Regions from separate parts of the Sus scrofa genome. Here all the other regions are linked to region 1. A link is a contact called in public Hi-C data. All regions are on one chromosome and are shown on one strand. The core of a region is the stretch at or near the end of the contact, and the rest is flanking DNA. Distances in the headings are between cores, read along the strand shown.

Region 1 (2,700 bases), core at 52-2,551:
GCAACTATTTGAGCCAAGCTTTACATACAGTATCATATCTAATCCCCACAGGATCTCGATCTCCATTTTAAGGACGAGAGGACAGGTCTGACGGTATAAAGAGAATTTGTGCCTTTCAATCAAGATAACCCGGTTGGTGGCAGAATTGGGATTCAAACCCACCTACTTCTAAGGCTGCCTCTAGTAAATAACTACAAATACCAGTATCCCTTGCAGCGCCCCAATGCGCAAACGCACTCCCCCCCAAGACCTCCATGGCTCCACGCCCCCGCCTCCCAGTCCTAAAAGGTTGGATCGAACATCCAATCAGATGTCGCCGCTCCCTGTTTCCGACCAATGGGAAGGCTGTTGCTAACATACTGGTTATATTTTTAGCGCTTCAGCACCAGGGAGCGGCGAGCCAGATCTCGCTGGGTTGCGACTCGCGAGGAGAGGAGAGGGGAAGGGAGGAGAGGGAGGTGGGGGAGGAGGAAAAAAAGGGGAGGGATGGAGTCGGGCAAGGCGGTGGGGGCGTGTAAGTGACGCTCTGCCACTTGCTGACGCACAAGCAAGTAGTCCCTGGAGGTGCCCCAGGGGATAAAGCGCTCGGGGTGTGGGGGATGGGGACGCTCCGGCCCAGGCTCCCTCCCCCTTCTTGTCCCCTTGGAGTTTGCCCTCCAGTCCAGCGTTTCTCCGCTGCAGTCAGGAGAAGCGCATTAAACCCCTACGCTACCATTGCCGCCTGTCCTTGCCAAAAAAAGTGATCAAGGAAAAAAAAACTGCAAACCGTGTCTGGAAACTTTTGGATCTCGCCACCCCACGTGGGTTCGGCGACTGCCGTTGGGCCGGAACCATCTAGAATGAGAATAAAGTGTGAGAGAGAGTTAGGGAATGGGCGATTAAAGAAGGGATGGGAATAAGACTTAAGGCGAAAGCTCCCAGTGGCCCTGGGCTTCACCTGGCAGTCTACCGTGCCTGTGACCTCACTCGGCACAGGCCTCCCCACCCCCAACTCCGCGCCCCTCACAGTGACAAAGTAGCCGAGTGACCCCCTTGGCCATAGCAGGGGCAAGGGATGTAAGTGCGAGTCTGAATCAAGGGACCGTCTGGTGCGCAAGCCTGGGGCATCTGGCATAAACAGGCGCCCTAGGATGCCGGCGAAGGCTGTTGCTGAAGGATGAGGCTCCAGTAACCCCTTTTTTGGGGGGGGTTCGACGACTGGGAAGAACCAAAAGGGGCGTCCTCTGACGCCGGAGCTCCGCCTGCAGCAGGCGGAGGACGCGCTCGCGCGTCTGCGCAGAGAGCGCTGGCCGGGTCCCTGCGGTGAGGTTAACCCGCGCCAGAGGCCGCGAGTGGAAGGTTAATGTATCGCTTGGCTCTTTTTCCTGCGCCCCCATCCTCCTCGCCCCTTCTTACTCCCGTTTTGCGTGCCCAAGCCCCGGTTTCTCCCTCGCACTCCCCTCGACGTTAGGCGTCGTCCCCAAATGAGGCACGAGGCTCTTGGAAGATTCGGGACAACTGGAGTTGATAAAGGTCCAAAATCTGTCCAGAACTCCAGTAGTCCCCTGAGCTCCCCACCCGCGAAGAGATTTTACTGGTGTGGTGCGAGTGCTGCGGGAAAAGTCGGACTGTCAGATGCGCCGAGCTGAAGGGATTCGCCGAGGTGGCCTGCGCGATGGTTCGGGAAAGCATACGAACCCTCGGCGCCAGGGCAGGTGCAGGGCTGAAGACACAGCGGGGACGTCCCCTTCTTTTGGACACCCATTCATCCAGCACACCTAAAGTGAGCAGCTGGGTCCCAAACCGGGACCCTACCCTCGCAAGCTTGCTGTCTGCATAGGGAAACACTTTACACGATGAGGACAATTTGAGCAGTTTGGGCATGAAGAAAATAACTACGATGCCGGCGTCGTGATGGGAAGGGGAGGCGGCCCGCGTTACACAGGGCGGTCAGAGGCAGCCTTGCTGATATTTGAGCCAGGATCTGAGTGAGGAGGGTGACCGGCCACCCACGCGTAGGACTAGGGCGGTGGCCAAGGGCCCCCGGGTTCCACGCGGAGCAGGGAGCCGCGCGCCTCCAGGGGTTAAGCTGCCTGCTGGCTGGGAAGTAGTCCCGGCCCAGCGCCCGGCCCCGCCCCTGCAGGGCGGAGGGACGCATCACGCAGGGGTGGGGAAGGCGGATCCGTGCGCAGGGTTGCTAAGGGTGAAACTTTTCATTGACTTTGCTCACTTCGGGCCGGGGCGCGGGAAGGAGCGGGTTCTTGGTGGGGGGGAGCGAGTGGCTTGGGAAACGCGAGGCCAGAAGGGCAAGACCAATTCGCCGGCCACAGCCCAGACCGTACTCCGCCCCGCGACACGAACCACCCTCGAGTCCGCCATCCGCGGTTCGTCGCCGCCGGCCGGCCCGCCCGCCCTCCGTCCCTAGCCGCCGAGCCCGACCTCCAAAAAGCAGAAAGAATTATTGAGAATCATAACCCATAAGCCCCCTCAATCGTCCCCCAACCCTCAACGAAGAAAAAGACACCTTGGCCCCCGGCCGGGCGGCGCCCGGGAGAGAAGGGAGAGTGACCTCCGCCCCGCGCTCAGGACCACCCTGGAGGGAGAAGCCGCCCCGCGGCCGGCACACCGCCCCGCCACCGCGGAGACCCGAGTGAGTGAGTAGGAACCTTGCGGGCGGGGGGGGCCCCAGACCCAATAGGCCGGATGCCTTTCCCCACCCTC
Region 2 (2,700 bases), core at 77-2,576, 310 kb after region 1:
GGCCGCTTGGCTGAAGGCGGCCCCGGTTCCACCACATTCTCGGCCATTTTTAATTCTTTCGGAGATACAGGCGAGGAAAACGAGAATCCTCGGGAAATCTCTTCTTCAGCCCGGGGTCCCCGCCCGGATCCCTGGGGTGGGCTTGGGGGACTCCGCCGGCCCCCGAAGGGGGTGGGGGAAGTTCCTTTTTCTCTTCGCCGGATCGCGGTGGCTGAAGAGGGATGCGGACTCGATAGAAAAGGTAGGGGCGAGCGCGAGGGGCCGGGCCTGGGCCCAGGCCCGGAGGAGGGCACAGGCACACAAATGCGCCGAGCGCGTCCGCTGCGGCGAATTCCCGAGAACTCGCGACTCTAGAGGCGCAGTCCCCGGCCCGCCACGGCCGGCCCCTGCCCAGCCGAGGTCTCTCGGAGCTCCGCCGCCGCCATCAGCTTCTTCCTCCTCGGCGCTGTCCTCCTCCTTCTCATCGCCACAAGGAGGCGGGGGCGAAAAGGGGGGAGAGGAGGAGGCGACGAGAGACACTCACCTCCTCCCGGTGCCCCCTCCCGGACCTGAGCCCCCACCCTCCGAACCCTCCTCCTGCCGCCGCGCTCCGCGCCGCCGCCGCACCGGCCCCTAATGGCCGCAGAGAGCTCGCCCGAACCGAGAGCCAGGCTGGCGCCGCCGCCTCACATCGCGCGGCGGGCGGCGGAGGCGCGGCGAGGACGCCGGGCCCGGAGCTCGCCGACCCAGAGGGCCAAGGGGGCCGGGCCGAGCCGCGCCGCCCGCGCCGACACCAAGCCCACCGAGGAGGCCCCGCTCTGGCGGGCGGCGCAGGCGGCTTCCCCTCGCGCCGCGCTCTCCTCTTTCGCTCTTCCCTCCCGCGGAAAATAAATAAATACGGCCGCCGCTACGGCCCCCACCCCCGGCGACCAGGTGCCGGGAGCGCCCGCCCCCGGGGCTCCGCTCGGGGCCGCCCTCGGCGGCGGGCGAAGGCGCCGCGGGGCGCGGGGTTATGTAATGGTCCCCCCTAGGCGTCGACGCCGGCCCGGCTCCCGGGCCGCGGTGGGGGTGTGTGCGGGCGGGAGGGGCTGGGGGTCGCCTCAGCCCGTGCGCCCCGGGCCCCCTGCCACTGTCTCGGCCCCTGCCGCCTCTCTCCGGCCCGGCTCCCCTCCGTACTCTCGCTCTCGCAGTTCGCACTCAGCCCGGCGTCCCGCTTGCCCACTCTCGCCCGCTCCCTCTCGCCCTCTCTCCCCCCCAGCCTAGCACACAAACAAGATGGCGGCTGTTGTTTCTTCCCTCTGCCGAATCCTCCTTACAGGCTAGCGGTAGCAGCGGCGGCCGGAAATGAGCCAAAGGGGGGGGTGAAAAAAAGGGGAGGGGTTGGGCCTCCGGAGGGAGGTGGCAGGGGGCGGGGCCTCGGGCCTAGCGGCTCACACAATGGGGGAAGAGGATCCGGGGGCGGGGCCGGCTCCAATCACGGGATCCGCCCAAGGCCCCAACGCGGTTGGCGCTTCCGCAAACTCCCCCGGCGTCACCCGGTGGCTCCCTTTAAAGGGGAGGTTTGAGGGGGGGGGGGTCAGGGGCAGACTTGGGATCTATTTTCAGTCGGTGGACACTTACCAGGGAAGGTGCCTGGGCTGGGTCTCTGCGTAGGAGCCCGGTGGGAACCGGGGGTGACGGAGCCCAGCAGTTACGCCGGGAAGGCGCCAAGTCACCGCACAGGTGGCGGAATAGGAGCGCCGTGGGGATGGCCCTGCGCCCCGGGCCCTTAGCTGACTGGTCTTCCGAACCCCGTTGAATTTAGCAGGCAGAGGATACCCTGCCGCTCGATATTCCGGGCCAGAGACAGTGCGTTCTTCTCCATCTCTTAACCAAATGGAAAAGCTCATATCCAAAAACCACGCCGATTACGAGTTGTTGTTTCCTTTTCCCCCTAACTTTCCAGTTTTTTTTGCCAGTGAACATACATTATTTTGATAATCAGGAAACAAAAATCACAGCAGCGAGAAGATGTTTTAAGACCAGATCCAAATTATTTCTTGCTCACCACGTGGACACACGCCCCTACCAGGTAGCACTCTAACCAAAGGAGCCTTGAATTATTTTCTGAACACGTCCTGGACCTGAAGACATTTTAGGGTGTTTCTTTTAACCCACTCTCAAAAACCAGCTTGAAACAACAACAAACACGTTTAGGCAGTGCCTTAAAGATAATGTATGGGGAAAGAAGCAGAAACATACTGTGCTTAAGGTAATGTAAGGAGGGAAAAAAGCAGAAAAAGAAGTAATGATGGAGGAAAATGCTTGAATATAAATAAAATGTATGTGTGACAACTGTTGTGCAAAGGAGGGCCTCACCAGCATTCTTTCGCATTCCTACACGTTACAGGATTCCTCCGTGTTTGGCCTTGGGTAAATTGGTACTCGAAGTGGCAAGGTCTCCCTAAAGAAACTTCTATCAGTAGTATCAATGGAGATAGTTAAAAACTTTTAAAGCGTATTTCAAGTCTCATGCTCCTTAGTTGATGTTTGCCTATTGTCGAGTTTACTTTGTTTTTTGTTGTTGTTTATTGCCTCCCCCTCTCCCCAGAATTGAACTACTTGTTTATTGAATTTTAAATGAATAGGAGAATAACTTTTAAGAGCCTAGGAGTGAAAATCTTAACGAAGCAACTCAGGTTCCCACCAAGGATGAATGCTGTTGTGTGATTTCAGGCCTCA
Region 3 (2,700 bases), core at 100-2,599, 430 kb after region 1:
TTCAATAATTCAACCTCTGGCTTCTGCAATAAATATTCCCAAACTCCCTTTCACCCCCTAATTTGGTGACACGTCCCAAACCTTCATCTCCTTCAAACCTAATTTTCAATGTCTAGCAACTTCTTCAACACTTTTCACCGACAGCTTCAACTTGGAGGAAAGAAGAAAAAAAAAATCTTACTTCTATTCTTCAATATGGCTGCTGGCTGTAACTGAGCATGCAGTGCCCACAATGAAACGCCAAAACGCATTAGACGGGGGAATACCGTCAGGGTTTAGCTAGATGTTCCAGGGATAAAATCTTCCCTATTTGGAATCTTCATTTTGGACAGATTTGTTTTATCTAATGTGGGATGGGCACTTTTCTCCCAAACTGCTGGCAAATCACTGTAAGGCATTTCATGCAAAAAGACACGTTCCACATTTCTTCTTTCCCACTTTACCAGGTTGTTCGCAACTTGTATTCAACCCTCCCTACTTGAAACAATACTTGGGCTCCGTTTTCTTTTTAACAAATTCCACCATGCCTTTTTTTTTTTTTTTCGGATGGGGATTCTGGATATGACCGCAGGACTGGGGCGGCTGTGTAACAAATCAACAGACCTTTCAGAAGAGCCAAGAGTTACACTCGAGAAACTAACTCGGCAGGGGCGAGGGCCAGAGAGGGCTAATGGAGGCCTCGATTAGGCGAGGACCAGGTCGAGGTTCCTCAGAGGGACCCCAAGCTTTGGATAGGGGCGGGGCACGGAGATCACTAGCCCGGTCCTCAGAAGCCTCCAATGCGGTAGGACCTCAGGTTCCCGGCTTGGGCCGTACTGTCCCATCCTCCACCCACCGCAGCCCTCGACTCCCCCTTCCACCCGCCCCACCCTCGCCTTCCCCACCCCTCCACCACTCCAGTGACAGCTCAGGCGCTTGGCTCCTGCATCCAAGTCGCAACCCCGCGCATCTCAATAAGCACCTCCGTGATTGGCCCCTCAGCCTCCGAGCGAAACCAACACTGGCACTGACAGTGGGCCGCAGTCACGCCGATCAACCCTAAGACCCGCCTCCCGGCTTCCTTTGGTGGTACCCGGTCCCCGGAACGCCCTGAAATGAAGCCCTTTCCTCCGCGCCTTGGTCATCCTGGGCCTGCCAGCCAGATCCGCGCCTCTCTAGTTTCCCTGAGGAAGGCGCTGGCGAGACCCAACCTTTTTCACTTCAAAGCGCTTCTTGCCCGCGCCGCTGTTGGTGCCGCTCGGGGTATCCACATCCATCGCTGCCGCCATTTTGGAAACACACGATCTGTCGTCTCGTTACTGCGCCTGCGCGCCAGCGCACGTCTCACTCCCCCTCCCGTCCGGACACCTCCTCCCGCACCCCACCCCTCACTGGCGCGCGAGGGGCAAGTGGGGGCGGAGCGTGTGGCCACGCCTCTTAAAGGCGCTGGTGCTGGTTCCCCCCGCCCCCCACTCTACCCCGCGTCGGCTGGGAGGAGGCGGTTGCCGGAGCTGCTGGGGCGGGGCCGGGCGGGGCCGGGCCGACGCGAGAGAGCCGGGTGGAAATGTTCGAAAGGACTCGCTCTCATCGCCCTTCCTCGGGAAGCCCCCGGCCTCACTCCCTCCGCAGGGGCGGCGGCTGTTTCCTCCGCCTCGGCCGCGACCTGCAGCCCGCGCACAGCCTATCCTTCCCCGCCGCCGCGCAGCTCCAGTGCCCGCGGGTCCTCGTCGCGTTCTTCCGGGGAAAGGGCGAGGGTGGGCGTCCCGCCTCCTGCTGCGGAAACCCAAGACCTCACTCTTAGTGGTCTTTCTCAGATCCTGACCCACTTCTGAGCCCGGCCTGAGGTCCTAGCCTCCTTGGGCCATAGCACCTTTCCAGCCAAAGCACCTGTGCTTTCTATCACCTTCCCATTTGTAGACCACCTCTCCACTTTTTTTTCATCTCTAATCTTGCAGAGGTATGACTGCTAGATCACTCTTAAATCTTGTATTGGCTTATTTGAAATCTCGTATCTTCTCTTAAAAGAAAGCTGAAGAGTAATGGATGGTCTTGACTCCACTGTTAAACCAGAAGTAGGGTTTGTTTCCTTGTCTTAATTTTAAACAGGAAAACAAATCTGTGAAAACGCCGCAGCTTTAACCGGAGTAGAGAGAGAAGACTTGTGAGAGACCTTAAAGTTTTAGTAGGAACACTACCAAGTTTTTCTAAGACCAAGTTTTGTTAAATGAATGATTCCATATCAAGAGTTCTGTCATCTAATTTATTGTGTTCCCGCAGGAATACTAGAAACCCATAGTAAATTAAGGTATCGAGGGCATATTTATCCTTCATTCAACACTTTCACTGAATGTAACTATATATATAATATGTATTCATTAACTATGTATTATATATATATAAATATATATGAAATAGGACCTGGGGTCCTATGTATGTATATAGGTCTCATAATGTATATATACCCCAGGTACTATTATAGATGGGAGAGACTGATGAAGGAGTGAAACTTCTGGTAGGGAAGTAACACACAAGTCAACAAATAAATGCTTCAAAAAATCTCAGTAAAGGAATTCCCATTGTGGTTCAGTGGAAGCAAATCTGACCAGCATCCATTAGGACACAGGTTCAATCCCTGGCCTCGCTCAGTGGGTTAAGGATCCGGTGTTGCGGTGTTGCCATGAGCTGTGGTGTAGGTTGCAGACGCAGCTCAGATCCCGCGTT
Region 4 (2,700 bases), core at 3-2,502, 300 kb before region 1:
GAGCAATAAGAACATCTATCTCGAGTGACTGTAGTGAGGAATAAGTGAAACAATATAAAGTGTCTGGGGCCTAGAATATCGGAAGAGCCCAACTACTGAGAATTATTATTTTGGTGACTAACCTATTCACTGGACTCCTCACCCCCCAGGATCAGGTAGTGGCGACACCAACACTGGCCCAGGAACTGTGCTCTGTAACCAGCTGGGGGACCCCGGGCAAGCCGCTGACCCTCTGCAAACTTTAGGTTCCGTAGCCACCAAATGAGAGTATTGCAAGAGAGCATCCCTGGGCTCCTACCAGCTCTTCCTTTCCGCTGTTAAGGTCGTCGGAACAAAGGCCACCCGCTCCCCAGCCTGTCCCCGAGGGGCCACAACTCAAAACTCCTGCTGCTCAACTCCCTGTGCAGAACGACAGCAGGAGCGGCCCGGTCTCAACCCCGGAGAGATGCGTCCACGTTACGCCGCCACCACTCGTTTCATCAGCAACCTGCTTCTGCGGCCGCTCGCTGCCCAAAGTTTCCCGAAGCACGGAGAAACTGGGCCGTGGCTCAACCCGGAGAAGACCTGAGGGGTGAGCGCGCGGAGCCTGGGGGCCCGGCCCCGGGAATCCCAAGCTGCCCACGCGGCCGGGCGGGGAGTGACAGGTGCGACGTGGGCCCGCTGGCTGGCAAGCGGGACCTCGGGCGGCGCGTGTAGGCGCGCAAGGGAAACGGCGGCCGCGCGCTCCCCTCAGGCCGCTCCCCCGCGACGCCCCCGACAAGATCCCATGGTCTGCCGAAACCGAGCGGCCCGGCGGGGCTGAAACCCGCAGCGCCGAGGGCTGGGGACTGCCGGGGCGACCGCGCGTGCCGGTTCTTCCCGCGCGAGACTGGGGTGCCGGGGGATGGGCGTACGCGCCCCCGCGCGCGCCGCCGTAACCCCTTCCTCTCCGCGCGCCCCCGCACTCCCATCCACCCACCCACCCATCACTCACCGTCGATGTCCCCTAGGGTCAGCTCGTCGCCCAGCTCCGTGAGGGTCTCCATGGTCTCCAGACCGCCCAGCTCGCCGCTTTCGTCCATCGCCCGGCTCGGCGCAGAGGACCCCCCTGCCGTCCCGCTCAGGGAGACGCGAGGGCGGTGCCGCCGTCACCACCCATGACACCCAAGAGCTCCCGCCCGGTACTGCCTCACCGGCCGGTGCCAACCGCCGCCATGTTTGCGCTGCGCGGGAGGGCGGGGCGGGATTCCCCCGCCCCAACCCGCGCCCTCTATGGCCCCGCCCCCAGGCCGCGCACCCCCTTGTTTGTTGTCAATGGGACCAGGCCCATCTTGACCAATCGCCTTGCGGAGCGGCGCGTGGGGTGATGGCGCGTCAACGATCAGCAGCTCAGATTTGCATAAGAAGGCTCCTCCCCTGGCGGCCTCTTAGCGAATGCGAAGAGAAGGCTCCGGGTCCTCAGTCCAACCTTCTTCCCCTCGTTTAAAGGAACCGCTCCCTTTTTTGTTGGTTTGGCTCCGCAAGCTACTACCTCTGACTGCTGGGAGTTGAAGGGTTAACAAGTTCCGCCCCCGGCCGCGGGAGGCCCCCGAAGCCAGCCTTAAGCACATTACGTCATCTTCCCAGCTGTTCCCGCCCTCCCCACGATCCCAGCCCGCTGGGGAAGCGGGTGGAATCAAACCTAGACCCCTAGTACTGGAGCACGGAGGAATCCTTAGATCGTTAAAGTCACGTTCCAGCTAAGCCCCTTGCAAAGGCGCTACGAAAGCTCGCGAACCGCCTAAGAGTGGAGCATGTTTTGCAATTCATGCGCCTTTGCACCTGCCGCGACGACGCGCTTACTCCGACAGCCTCACCCAGTCTCACCCCGGTACATCAGAATCCCTTGCAGTCCTTTAAAATAATGCCAGTGCCTGGAACTATCACAGGCCTCCAGAGGTTGGGTCCGGGCATGAGCATCATGCGGGGATTATGAGGCGCAACCCACCCACGGATTCCCACTCTTAAACTTCTCAGTTCTGCAGCTGGTCACGATATAAACAAATGTGCACGTTTCTAGGAATTTATAAATAAGGAAGACAAATATGAGTGTTTAAAAAATTTGCAAGTTTGTGTGTTCAAAGGCGTTCATCAGAGTCTTCTGTAAATTGAGAAAAATTGGGAAGCCCAATAACGACCTGCTGAATAAATTACATCCACACAATGTAATTATCATGGCATCATTAAACATTACATACATGAATGTCTATCTGTTGACAACGACTTTCACAGTATTAAAAGGGGAAAGTATGTTTACTGCTGGTCTGTGAGAGGCAGCTGTTGCTTGGTGGTCAAGACAGACTTCACAGGCCCTGTGAAGGCAGGCATACGGGTCCATTTATGAACGAGTGACTCTGAGCTAAATAAACGCCCTAAGCTTCAGTTTTGTCATCTCTAACATGGGAATAGTGTCCCTCATAGTTGTGAGGAAAGTGGAATCACACAATTCAACCAATCACATTGCACATTCATTTGACAATATTTATTGAACATCTCTGGGGCAAGCAAAGAGACAATTCCTGCCCTCTGAGAGCCTCTGGTCCGGTAAAGAAAACATTGATATTTAAGACGAAACCTGAAATTATGAGAACTGCATCTGGTATAGCCAAGGGAACAAACAACACAAAGGCCCTGCAGCAGAAGCAGCTGATGGAAGCCAGCACTTGGAATAAGGCCTGACAT

Evidence for each region. A called contact is a pair of places that touch in the nucleus more often than the background predicts.
Region 2: a Hi-C map of liver shows a contact between it and region 1, with 4 times the contacts expected there. The contact joins the promoter of EP300 here to the promoter of TOB2 in region 1. A contact is called at or near these places in 4 of 47 Hi-C or Micro-C datasets (epiblast stem cells, liver and skeletal muscle).
Region 3: a Hi-C map of skeletal muscle shows a contact between it and region 1, with 5 times the contacts expected there. The contact joins the promoter of RBX1 here to the promoter of TOB2 in region 1. A contact is called at or near these places in 3 of 47 Hi-C or Micro-C datasets (heart right ventricle, liver and skeletal muscle).
Region 4: a Hi-C map of epiblast stem cells shows a contact between it and region 1, with 2.3 times the contacts expected there. The contact joins the promoter of SREBF2 here to the promoter of TOB2 in region 1. A contact is called at or near these places in 2 of 47 Hi-C or Micro-C datasets (epiblast stem cells and heart right ventricle).

Annotation. Positions count from the first base shown.
Region 1 is chr5:7,085,096-7,087,795 of Sscrofa11.1, forward strand. It overlaps TOB2 (protein Tob2), which reads left to right and starts at 1,302. Exons shown (of 2, transcript XM_021091455.1): 1 at 1,302-2,633. It overlaps LOC110260629 (a long non-coding RNA gene), which reads right to left. Exons shown (of 7, transcript XR_002343880.1): 7 at 1-834.
Region 2 is chr5:7,393,189-7,395,888 of Sscrofa11.1, forward strand. It overlaps EP300 (histone acetyltransferase p300), which reads right to left and starts at 1,327. Exons shown (of 32, transcript XM_001929213.5): 1 at 1-1,327. The coding sequence starts at 47.
Region 3 is chr5:7,514,039-7,516,738 of Sscrofa11.1, forward strand. RBX1 (E3 ubiquitin-protein ligase RBX1) reads right to left here and starts at 1,350. Exons shown (of 5, transcript XM_021091464.1): 1 at 1,191-1,350. The coding sequence starts at 1,268.
Region 4 is chr5:6,783,472-6,786,171 of Sscrofa11.1, forward strand. It overlaps SREBF2 (sterol regulatory element-binding protein 2), which reads right to left and starts at 1,253. Exons shown (of 19, transcript XM_021091444.1): 1 at 974-1,253. The coding sequence starts at 1,061. MEI1 (meiosis inhibitor protein 1) reads right to left here. Exons shown (of 36, transcript XM_021091442.1): 36 at 2,486-2,700. CCDC134 (coiled-coil domain-containing protein 134) reads right to left here. Exons shown (of 7, transcript XM_021091452.1): 7 at 2,486-2,700.